Regions from separate parts of the Mus musculus genome. Here region 2 is linked to region 1. A link is a contact called in public Hi-C data. All regions are on one chromosome and are shown on one strand. Each heading gives the region's core, a stretch centred on a gene start, on an enhancer-like site or on the middle of the called end of the contact. The rest is flanking DNA. Distances are from core to core; before and after follow the strand shown. Region 1 has its middle 120 kb from the start of Gm34644. Region 2 has its middle 29 kb from the start of Mir146.

Region 1 (5,068 bases), core at 1,612-4,111:
TAATTCAATCTAGTACACTCCAATTACAAATGTATATGTTCTATTGGTTATGTGGTCCTGTTTTAACACAGCCAGCCTCTAAGTTGCAAGGACCAAGATACTCCCCTGGATATCCACAGATTGGGTCAAAAAAAGTATTATATTGTATGCTTTCTTTCCTTTGGTTTGTGCAGCTTAAAAATAATGAAAGAATTCTCATTTTTCTATCAAAGTGTGAGTGACACTTGAGGATGTTGTTCTTAGTGAAAGAGATCAACCCTGGAAATACTGAATGGGTTCATGTTGTGTGTACCATTGCAATACCCCATCTAAGCTCTGGAATCTGGCCATGCTACCAGCCACCACCCAACTTACTTTAAATCCGTGGATAACACACACACACACTCACACACACACACACACACACACACACACACACACAAGCACACACACACACACACACACGTTGCTCATTTTTCTCTTGTCTTTTGCTACTATCTCTTTAAAATTGTGCCCTTATAAATTTTTTATCTCTGCATTTCCCACCTACCCTAATTTTAGTTGTTCAGTTGAATCCAGTCCCTGTTAAACATATCTGACCACTGGCCAATAGGAGCAGCCTGTGTGGCCACTCCATTTTGAGATTGAGATCTCACATGGCTGGTCAACTTTTCTTCATCAGAAGCACGGCAAAGCTTGTCTTATCTCTTGCATCTGTCTCTCTTTTTTTTTCCCAGGGACCTAGAAGTTCTGCCTATTCCTTCCACCCAGCAATTGCCCCATGGCTTCTTTACTAACAGATCAAGAACTAATTGGAGAACAGGACAATATCAGAACCACCTGTACAGGTCTACCTTTATAAAGGACTGGTACCAATCAAATTTACAGAAATGGAAAGTAGAAATGCAGTTTCCAAGGACAGAAGAAAAGAAATCTGTAGCTAAGCACTACAGAGTTTCAGACAAAAAAATGTTTTGGAGGTGTGTTTTATACAGTGTTTAGTATACCTACTGCTTCTGAACATAAACAGAGTTAAAACACTAAGACCAATGATATATACTGTTGATCAAAATAAGTACCTCTGTTGTGTGGAGATTTGTTTTATTTTCTTGTGATGGTGGGATACAGTGGGACTAACTGACCGTATAGAATATGTCAGACAAAAGGAACATAGAATAGTATCAATGTGGGATGCCATCTTTGGTTGGAGGGGCAGTAAGGAAGCCAGCTTACCCACCTTTGCTTATAACATTGAATGCTGCACAACAGTTTACATTTTACCCAGATAGAACTCTATACAAAGAATCTGACTCTAAAGTCCATCACTTGTCTTATGGAATCCTTTCCTAGTCATGTGCTAGTTGTTGAAAATAAGGTATAAAGCAAGGTTGGACCGGCTCTTGATGCCTATGGGGTAGAGAAGCCACAGGGCAATGGCAGGGACTGCAGTTTGCTAAGGAGGGACTTAGTAAAAGGGACTAAGTTTACCTGCAAGGTCAGAGAGATCACTGTGAAGACAAAGGACCTTTTAGACAAGAGGTCAAGGGGTGAATGACTCTGAAATGAGTTAGGGGAATCGTATTTTGGGCATTAAGAGAATAACTCTATAAGCTCTAGGTCCATTGTATATGAGACATGGAAGCATGATAAAATGCCAGGAAAGGATGGTCAATGCATAGGGTGAGAGAGAATGTGAAGGGAGTTATCATAAGGTCATAGACGCTATTTCATGTCATTTTTATTTTAAAGTGAAGATTTTGATATGCCGCCCACCTGTAATCTCTGTTCTTTAATTTTCAGACAGAATTGATCTATATCAATTCATAGTCTGAGGCTTACTCTAGATTCTCATCAATGGCTCATGCACGTTCCGTTTTGATTGATCATTTTGTCAATTTAAAATAGAATAGCACTCTTGAGTCACGACCTATATTGTGAGACCTGTGACACAATAACAGCCTTCATTTGTTTATGATGTTTTCCTTAGCAAATACATCCCATACTCCTGTATAATTTTTCAGTTTAAACATCATATCAATTCAGAGTTTATTTGTTTTTTCTTTGGTTTATTATTTATATTCTATTCTCCTGTCTCAGTCTCTCAAATTCTATATGTTAACATAGTTGGTACTTTCTAAATTCTTCAACAGTAATTTTTGTTTGTTTGTGTTCTCGCTGCTTTGGGGGAAGTCTGGAGGGAAATAGCTCTGTAGGAGAGTAAGAGTATTTAAATTCCACCAGGAGAATGGTTCTCAAATTTTGATCATTCCCTCATAAAAGGCCAGTTAGCCTGTGTTCCTCAAGGCAGAACACTACAAGCATTTGGCTCACTGCCTGGTGGCAGGGAAATGTGTTCTCCGTGGAGACTCTGCTGTCATCCAGGGAAGCATACGTGGGTCTCACTGTGAGATGAGATCACTCACGTTCACTGAGGTATGCAGTCTCCAAGGGCTAGCATCAAGTAGGAGGGATGCTACATTTCTTCAAGTGGCTATTCATTCCCATTTTACTCCAACAAAAAGCTCTAAATTGGGAGCATGAAGAGAAATAAGAGGTTTAAGCAGTACCCACCTTCACTTATCAGTAATCCATATATGACTCTTCATAGAACACCTGTCACAGGTTCAGAAATAACTAAGATGGAGCTGATATAGGCAACACTACTGCAGGAAAGTGTAATGGAAATGGAGAGTAGACAAGCACATAAGACCAAGGAAGTAACAGAAAGAAACATGAGAGGAGAATTCAATGTAGCTTAAAGCAGTACAAATGCTCCCCAAACAAGACGACACAGGGAGATAGGGCTCAGAGTGAGAGGGCAGTGACCAAACGTAGGAATTCGCTCCTTGCTTGCCAGTTACCAGGGAGATTGCTGAGGGCTTCCAAGCTGCAGGCCCATCTGTCTTCTTCAATTCTAGGGCAAACCTCATTAGGATAAGGCAGCACCCTGTGTCTCCATCCTGCCCTCTGGGACCTCAGATCCCCATCTGGCAAGCTAAAGGAACAAGCATGTTTGCTCTGCCACAGGGCTTAGATTCTCTAGCTGTTTTTTTTTTTTTTCTTTTTCTGATAAAGAAAAAATGTGTTTTTTTTTTTTAATCTACTATTTGTTAACTTTTATTTGGTATTCCATGCTATGTTCTTCCTGCCTTAGGAGCTACACTAAACCCATTTCAGTGTGCTTGCTGAAAAAGCTAATAACTTCATTCTGCTGTAATTAAACTCTGAAAGGCAAATTCTTTTTCTTCATCATCTAACCTGGCAGGAGATCAAAACCATTCACCAGTCTTGAAGTCATTCTTTGGATACAGGATTGCCACTATGGGGCAGGGTTGTTCTGAAGGCTAATCGGACAGAGCTTGACAAGGAATTCTTCCCCCCCGCCCCCCGGGAGGAAATACATCAGAAGAGTATTACAAATCCAGAAATTATCTTTCCAGAGAAGAAAACATGCTATACAAAGACCCTAAGTCAATACAGTTTCTCATGTTGTGGTGACCCCCAATCATAAAATTATTTAATTTCTACTTCCTAACTATACTTTTGCTACTGTCATAAATCATAATGTAAATATCTGATATTCAGAATATCTTATATGCAACCAGCAAAGGGGTTTAAAAACACTGTCCTAGGTGAGGCCTGAGAATCATAACCTAAGTGTATTCAAGAAACATCCATGAGCATAAGGAGAGTTCACACCAGAACACCTGAAAGATCTCCAAGTGATGCATTCTCAGCTGAAGCATGGGAATTGTTTTAATTAAAGATCTGAAGATATAACTCTTTTCTTCTACTTCATCCATTCATTTATTCACTAAGTATGTATTGAGTGGTTACCCAATGCAAAGCTGTGATAGGCACTGGGGATATCACCTAAAACACTTCTTTTCTATGTCCTCACAGAGTTTGTACTTTATGATTGAGATTGCATTCTGAGAGGAGACACTGCCAAATACTCTTTTAGTATTAAGATTTGACACTTCTCAGGTACTTTCTCTAGCTCCTCCATTGGGAGCCCTGTGATCCATCCAATAGCTGACTGTGAGCATCCACTTCTGTGTTTGCTAGGCCCCTGCATAGTCTCACAAGAGACAGCTATATCTGGATCCTTTCAGCAAAATCTTGCTAGTGTATGCAATGGTGTCAGCGTTTGGAAGCTGATTATGGGGTGGATCCCTGGATATGGTAGTCTCTAAATGGTCCATCCTTTCGTCACAGCTCCAAACTTTGTCTCTGTAACTCCTTCCATGGGTGTTTTGTTCCCAATTCTAAGAAGGGGCACAGTGTCCACACTTTGGTCTTCATTCTTCTTGAGTTTCATGCCTTTAGCAAATTGTATCTTATATCTTGGGTATCCTAAGTTTTGGGCTAATATCCACTTATCAGTGAGTACATATTGTGTGAGTTCCTTTGTGATTGTGTTACCTCACTCAGGATGATGCCCTCCAGGTCCATCCATTTGGCTAGGAATTACATAAATTCATTCTTTTTAATAGCTGAGTAGTACTCCATTGTGTAAATGTACCACATTTTCTGTTGGAACAACATTATGAACTAACCAGTACCCCGGAGCTCTTGACTCTAGCTGCATATGTATCAAAAGATGGCCTAGTCGGCCATCAATGGAAAGAGAGGCCCATTGGACTTGCAAACTTTATATGCCCCAGTACAGGGGAACGCCAGAAGCAAAAAGTGGGAGTTGGTGGGTAGGGAAGTGGGTGGGAGGGTATGGGGGACTTTTGGGATAACATTGGAAATGTAAATGAGGAAAATACCTAATAAAAAGTATTAAAAAAAAGACGATGCAATTAAAAAAAAAAGATTTGACACTTCTCTTTTTTTCTTTTTTTTTTATATTTCTTTAATATTTTTTATTATGTATTTTCCTCAATTACATTTCCAATGCTATCCCAAAAGTCCCCCATACCCTCCCCCCACTTCCCTACTCACCCATTCCCATTTTTTGGCCCTGGTGTTCCCCTGTACTGGGGCATATAAAGTTTGCGTGTCCAATGGGCCTCTCTTTCCAGTGATGGCCGACTTGGCCATCTTTTGATACATATGCAGCTAGAGTCAAGAGCTCCGGGGT
Region 2 (5,068 bases), core at 1,709-4,208, 590 kb before region 1:
CAGGATATCTGATATCAATCCCTATGAATAGATCATTTGACCCACAGTTTGAGAAGAAGCGCTGGTCTAGAAGGGTTTTTTTTTTTTTTTTTTTTTTTTTTTTTGCCTTGTCATAGATCGTATTTATGGCCAGGCAAGACTATTTCCATACAATGCCATGTGGTAGAGCTTTTGCTCAAAACTTTGACTTTTTTTTATTCTTAAAAGATACTCCAAAGAGTTTAGGAACCCACGGACCTATGAGACTATCTGCACTTCTGGCTATCCCACATCGGGGCAAGATGGTGGCTTGGCTCTCTTTCTATAGTCTCATCCATGAAACACCATGAAGTTAAAAAGATCAAAACAAAAAGCAAGTGATGCGAAAAAAAGCAAAAACAAAACTAACTTATGTAAAGCTTTTAATCCCAGCATTCAGGAGGGAGAGGCAGGCAGATCTCTGTGGGTTTGAGATCAGCTTATTCTGCATAGTGAGTTTCAGGACAGCCAGGGTGCTATGGAGTAAGGCCATGTCTCAAAGAAAGAAAGGAAGAAAGAAAGAAAGAAAGAAAGAAAGAAAGAAAGAAAGAAAGAAACAAACAAACAAAAAAACCAAGAGAAACAGCCAACCAATCAACCAACTAACCAGACAAAACAAAACTCAAACAAACAAAACACCCAAGCTTAAGTAAAACTTTCTCTCTCTCTCTCTCTCTCTCTCTCTCTCTCTCTCTCTCTCTCTCTCTCCTCTGGCAGCCTCAGTGTCTCAGGCTCACTGTCCCGGAATGCAGAGGGGAGGGGTTGGCACAAGGGAGATGAGTCCTTGCCTTGCCTGTGCTTGCTGCTGTCTAGCTCTGAGTGACCATTCTTCACGTTTCTCAGCTGCCTGGTTGACGGTAAGCGGCCACTTTCTGCCCCATTGCCATTTCACTTAGCAGGACATTGTAACTAAAGACTAACAGAGAGTAGCACCATTTCTCTCTTTAAAAATTACTTCCATCAAAGTAAATCCTTATTGTTGAAGACATGATGCATTTCAGAAACAGGCCCCGGAGGCCTCTGAGCTGGAGCTGACCTGAGCGGCCCGGCCTGAACACTAGCTTTCACGGAACCAGAAGGCACCATGCAAGTTTCCGAAGGAGGGAAGCGAGCAACAGTCCCATCTAACTATAACACGAATGAGCCGCATCAACAACCAGCATGGCGTGGTAACCCTAAGGGGGCAGTAGTGGCACACATGCCTTGGCAGTAACCATCAGGTCTCCAGTTGGATTTAAGACAAGTCCAAGGCTCAACAAGAAGGAATTCATGTCTAATACAGCTAACTACTAGCTAGCCTAATCTAGCTAAAGACTCAGTGCTGGTTAGAGTCTTGGTTAACTGGAGAAGAGTCTAGAACCATTAATTTACTAAACCAGCACACTCCCTAAAAATCGAAAAACATTTGTTCTTATACCTACAGGTAACTGTAGTCTTTACATCAAGGAAAGTGCTGTTTGGAACATATGGAGACCACTACAAAAAACCCTCAGCCAATCAAAGTGCAGGTTTGTGGACTCCAGTCCCTGTGGATACATCTACAAAATCCTCCCACGTGTAAGGCTGAGAGAGCATTGTGAAGAGGGGGCAGAAAGATTGCAAGAGCCAGGGGATCAGGGACTTTGATCTAAGATTGTGTCTCCTAGTAATATCAGAAGCTGTACTCATGAAGTCTCACCACTAAGACTGTCCAAGTGTGAGCTGAACAAGGATGGCACCAGTGGACATGACAGATTGGATAGGGGAAAGCCCATGAAGTCTCAGCCCCACATAAAGAGCTCTAGGCACCTGAATAAAGCAGAGAGTGGGATGGGGTGGACCTCCCCAGGGAAGAGCATACCAGATGGTTGCCAAGTGCCACACTGCCAGCCCTGTAAACACACATACAATTAATCAGACTAGCTAAACAGGTTGCATTCCTGAATACGTTCTATCTATCTATCTATCTATCTATCTATCTATCTATCTATCTATCTATCTATCTATCTATCAATCTATCTATCTATCTATCTATCTATCTATCTATCTATCTATCTATCTATCTATCTAATACATGTAATGACAATTAGTGAAAAAGAGGACATAGATTTGAGGGAGAGTGGGGAGGGCTTGGAGGTAGGAAAGGGAGGGGAGAAATGTAATTAAATTAAATAAAAAACATTGACCACTGTTTTTGTTTGTTTGTTTGTTTTGGATGGCATCAGCCCTGAACCTTTAACAAGTGCAGAGCATCCTGTGATAACTGACCCAGGCATCTATAATGGGCAGGTTCCTGTTGACCCCACCTGTGCCCTTCAGGTTACTCTCCTTGTCTTTGCTGGGGAAGAATTTTGATGTCTTTCAGATTATCTTTTCCAGCATTTCCATTGTTTAGCAAGGGGAGATGGCTTCTGAGCTCATATGAGATCTGCATGCGAACACAGGCTTTTGGAGCCACCTGCTCTGCTGGCTGCTCATCATAGAGTGTAGCTGGGAAGGAAAGACAAAGGGACCTCGAATTTCTCTGTGCGGGCCATTTACAGAACATTGGGGAAAATGCCTCTTGTTCACTATTTTGTGTTCGCTGTGTCTGTATTCTGTGCTTCAAGTATCCAAAATACTGTCCCCAGATAATAGCTTATATGGTACATTTGGTCTGGTCCTCTTTCCTGTGTCCCTAAACAGTTTAAACCCTCCATATCCTCTTCCTGTCCTAGTCCTGCCCCGCCTTTGTGTTCCCCCAGGACTATGTTTCCCAAGGGTGATTGCCACATCCTGACAGCTGCCCAGTCACAAGCTAAATATAAACCCTTCAGACAGCAAGTAAGCCCCTCTGGTTATCTGCTCCTTTGTGTAGCTTATTATCCTCCCAAATCAAACTCCAGAGGAGACTCACAGATCATGCATGCTGGGCAGGGCCGGTGGGGTGCGTGCGTCTGACTGGGTAAACCAAACAAACGAAAGCGTTGTGAGTCAGCTGTACCCTTTCAGCAGAGCGCCGGGTCTGCACTTCAGACAAACCCTCCAATCCTCAGACGTTGATTTTCAAAGCAAATTGCTGCATGTCGCATCAATACTGGGAGCAGATGTAATAGTCTGGTGAGCTGGCTGCATGCAGCCAAGTGCAGGGACATAGAATCAAGGGCAGAGAGTAGCTGGCACACTGAGGCTTGTATTATCTATATGGCTCTGCCTTCCTTACAGGACCATAGGAAATGGAGGCACGGTGGGCAGAGGAACCCAGGTCTCTGGTTGTCTTAGAGACTGCGAAGCCCAGGGCTATGTCTTTATAGTGACCCATGGTAAGGTCTGGGGCTGCATATGGCCTTCTGGCTGCGAGGATTCTTAACACAGAGGGCAGCTTGGGATCTCCAGGGGCTACAGGCTTAGTCAAGGCCAAAAGCTGTCATGCTGAAATAGCCAAGGCCTGAAGGAAAACAGATTTTTTTTTTTTCTTCCAGAAATTGGTGGTCTATTTCAAACCTTGTGTGCAAATGCTCAAGAAACAGGACCAAGGGAGGAATTAATGTTTGGAAAAGGCTCTGGGGTTGATGCCATTCTGCAATTTTTCTGTGCCTGGATTTCCCTCATGTTTCTCTAGAGGTTCACCTTCTTGGCCACTACATGTGGTCCCAGGACCTTGTTTCCTCTCACATTGTATTCTCTCTCCTAACGATATAACCCTAGCTAAGCCAAGCACTTCTTTCCACTCCTCCTCCTCCTCTTCCTCCCTCTCCTCCTCCTTTTTCTCCCCTCCTCTCCTCCTCCTCCTCCTCCTCCTCCTCCTCCTCCTCCTCCTCCTCCTCCTCCTCCTCCTCCTCCTCCCCCCTTTTTCTTACCCGAGACAAGAGCTCACTGTGTGTTACCTAACTAGCCTGGGGAAACTCAGTATGTAAACCAGGCTGACCTTGACCTGACCAATATCTTTCTGCCTCTGCTTCACAAGTGCTTCCATTAAAAGGAGTGTGCCTTTAGTCAGGCCCAACTTTCCCCTCTGTTTCCATGCATCACATTTAAATACAAAAGTCACGTCTGTTTCCTACCAGCTGCAAATGGAATACCTGACTTCACCATTTGGATGTCTTGAAATCAGCATTTTGAGAGTGAGCCTGCAATCACCCATCTGTGCTTTCTGATGTTTCTTACCTCATTGAACAGCAACCACAATGCAGTTAAATAAGTCAGAGACTTTGTCGAAATCTCGTATCTCTTCCCCGCTTGCAATGCTGTGCTTAGCCTTGCGTTGATTACTTGACTCAGACATATTTTTAACCTGCCCACCTTTCCCTTTTATGACTCTGACTCCTTCTGAAACTACTACCGTGTCTTGCTTGGACTAACAGATCAACTGCAACCCCTAATTCTTTTTCTTGAACTCACTATAGCTCCCAATTAACCAAAAATACCGTCCTCAAAAAGTGAGTTGAATTCTTTATTCGCCCTTTCTCTAGTGCTCCCAATCTGGTGTTCGCCTCTAGGTGACTCTGATAGTAGAGGATAGTGAGATTCCAACATTCTTATGCCCTTACTCTGTCTCTCTCTGTCTCTGTCTGTCTGTCTGTCTGTCTGTCTGTCTCTCTCTCTCTCACACACACACACACACACACACACACACACACACACTCTTATACTTTAGTCTTATTTGATATCTCCTCTCTCCACACCCTCCTGTAGTTTGCTCTTTTCAATGTAAGGACTTCACCCGTTTTCTTGGAAATGGCTTGTGAGAGATGAATTAGCTTTTACAACTCAGATGAGTCGGATGGAGCAAATAAACGTCTTCTGGCTCTTCAAGCTAACCAGTGGATGGGGCTGACGCTCCCGGGGACTGCTCTACACCAACAATCTGTGAGTCTGGAGCTGCAGCATTTCAGCAGAGGTGTACGTATAAACATTTCAAAGGGCATTTTACAGAGGAGGTGGGAAGAAGGTTCACAGTGATGGCTGTCTTTCTTTGTGGGATTGACTCTCTCTTTGTTCCTTGGCTGCTCTGTGATGGCAACTTAGAGGTCAGAGCTCAGCTTGCTGGTCATGGTTTGAACTTTTCTGGGGGCGGAGGGGGGGGGGGAAT

Evidence for each region. A called contact is a pair of places that touch in the nucleus more often than the background predicts.
Region 2: a Hi-C map of cerebellum shows a contact between it and region 1, with 3 times the contacts expected there. The contact joins two enhancer-like sites. A contact is called at or near these places in 1 of 15 datasets of contacts at CTCF or cohesin (pro-B cells), 3 of 484 Hi-C or Micro-C datasets (cerebellar granule neurons and cerebellum) and 1 of 115 datasets of contacts at active chromatin or transcription factors (large pre-B cells).

Annotation. Positions count from the first base shown.
Region 1 is chr11:42,752,899-42,757,966 of GRCm38.p6, reverse strand. No RefSeq gene overlaps it. Among named protein-coding and RNA genes, the nearest start is that of Gm34644, 120 kb to the left of the region's middle. Within about 2 kb of position 2,861, at least 8 of the 459 cell types and tissues checked have an H3K27ac peak or open chromatin away from gene starts, as enhancers often do. A contact at or near this core is called in cerebellum, where this site is marked.
Region 2 is chr11:43,342,766-43,347,833 of GRCm38.p6, reverse strand. No RefSeq gene overlaps it. Among named protein-coding and RNA genes, the nearest start is that of Mir146, 29 kb to the left of the region's middle. Within about 2 kb of position 2,958, at least 46 of the 459 cell types and tissues checked have an H3K27ac peak or open chromatin away from gene starts, as enhancers often do. A contact at or near this core is called in cerebellum, where this site is marked.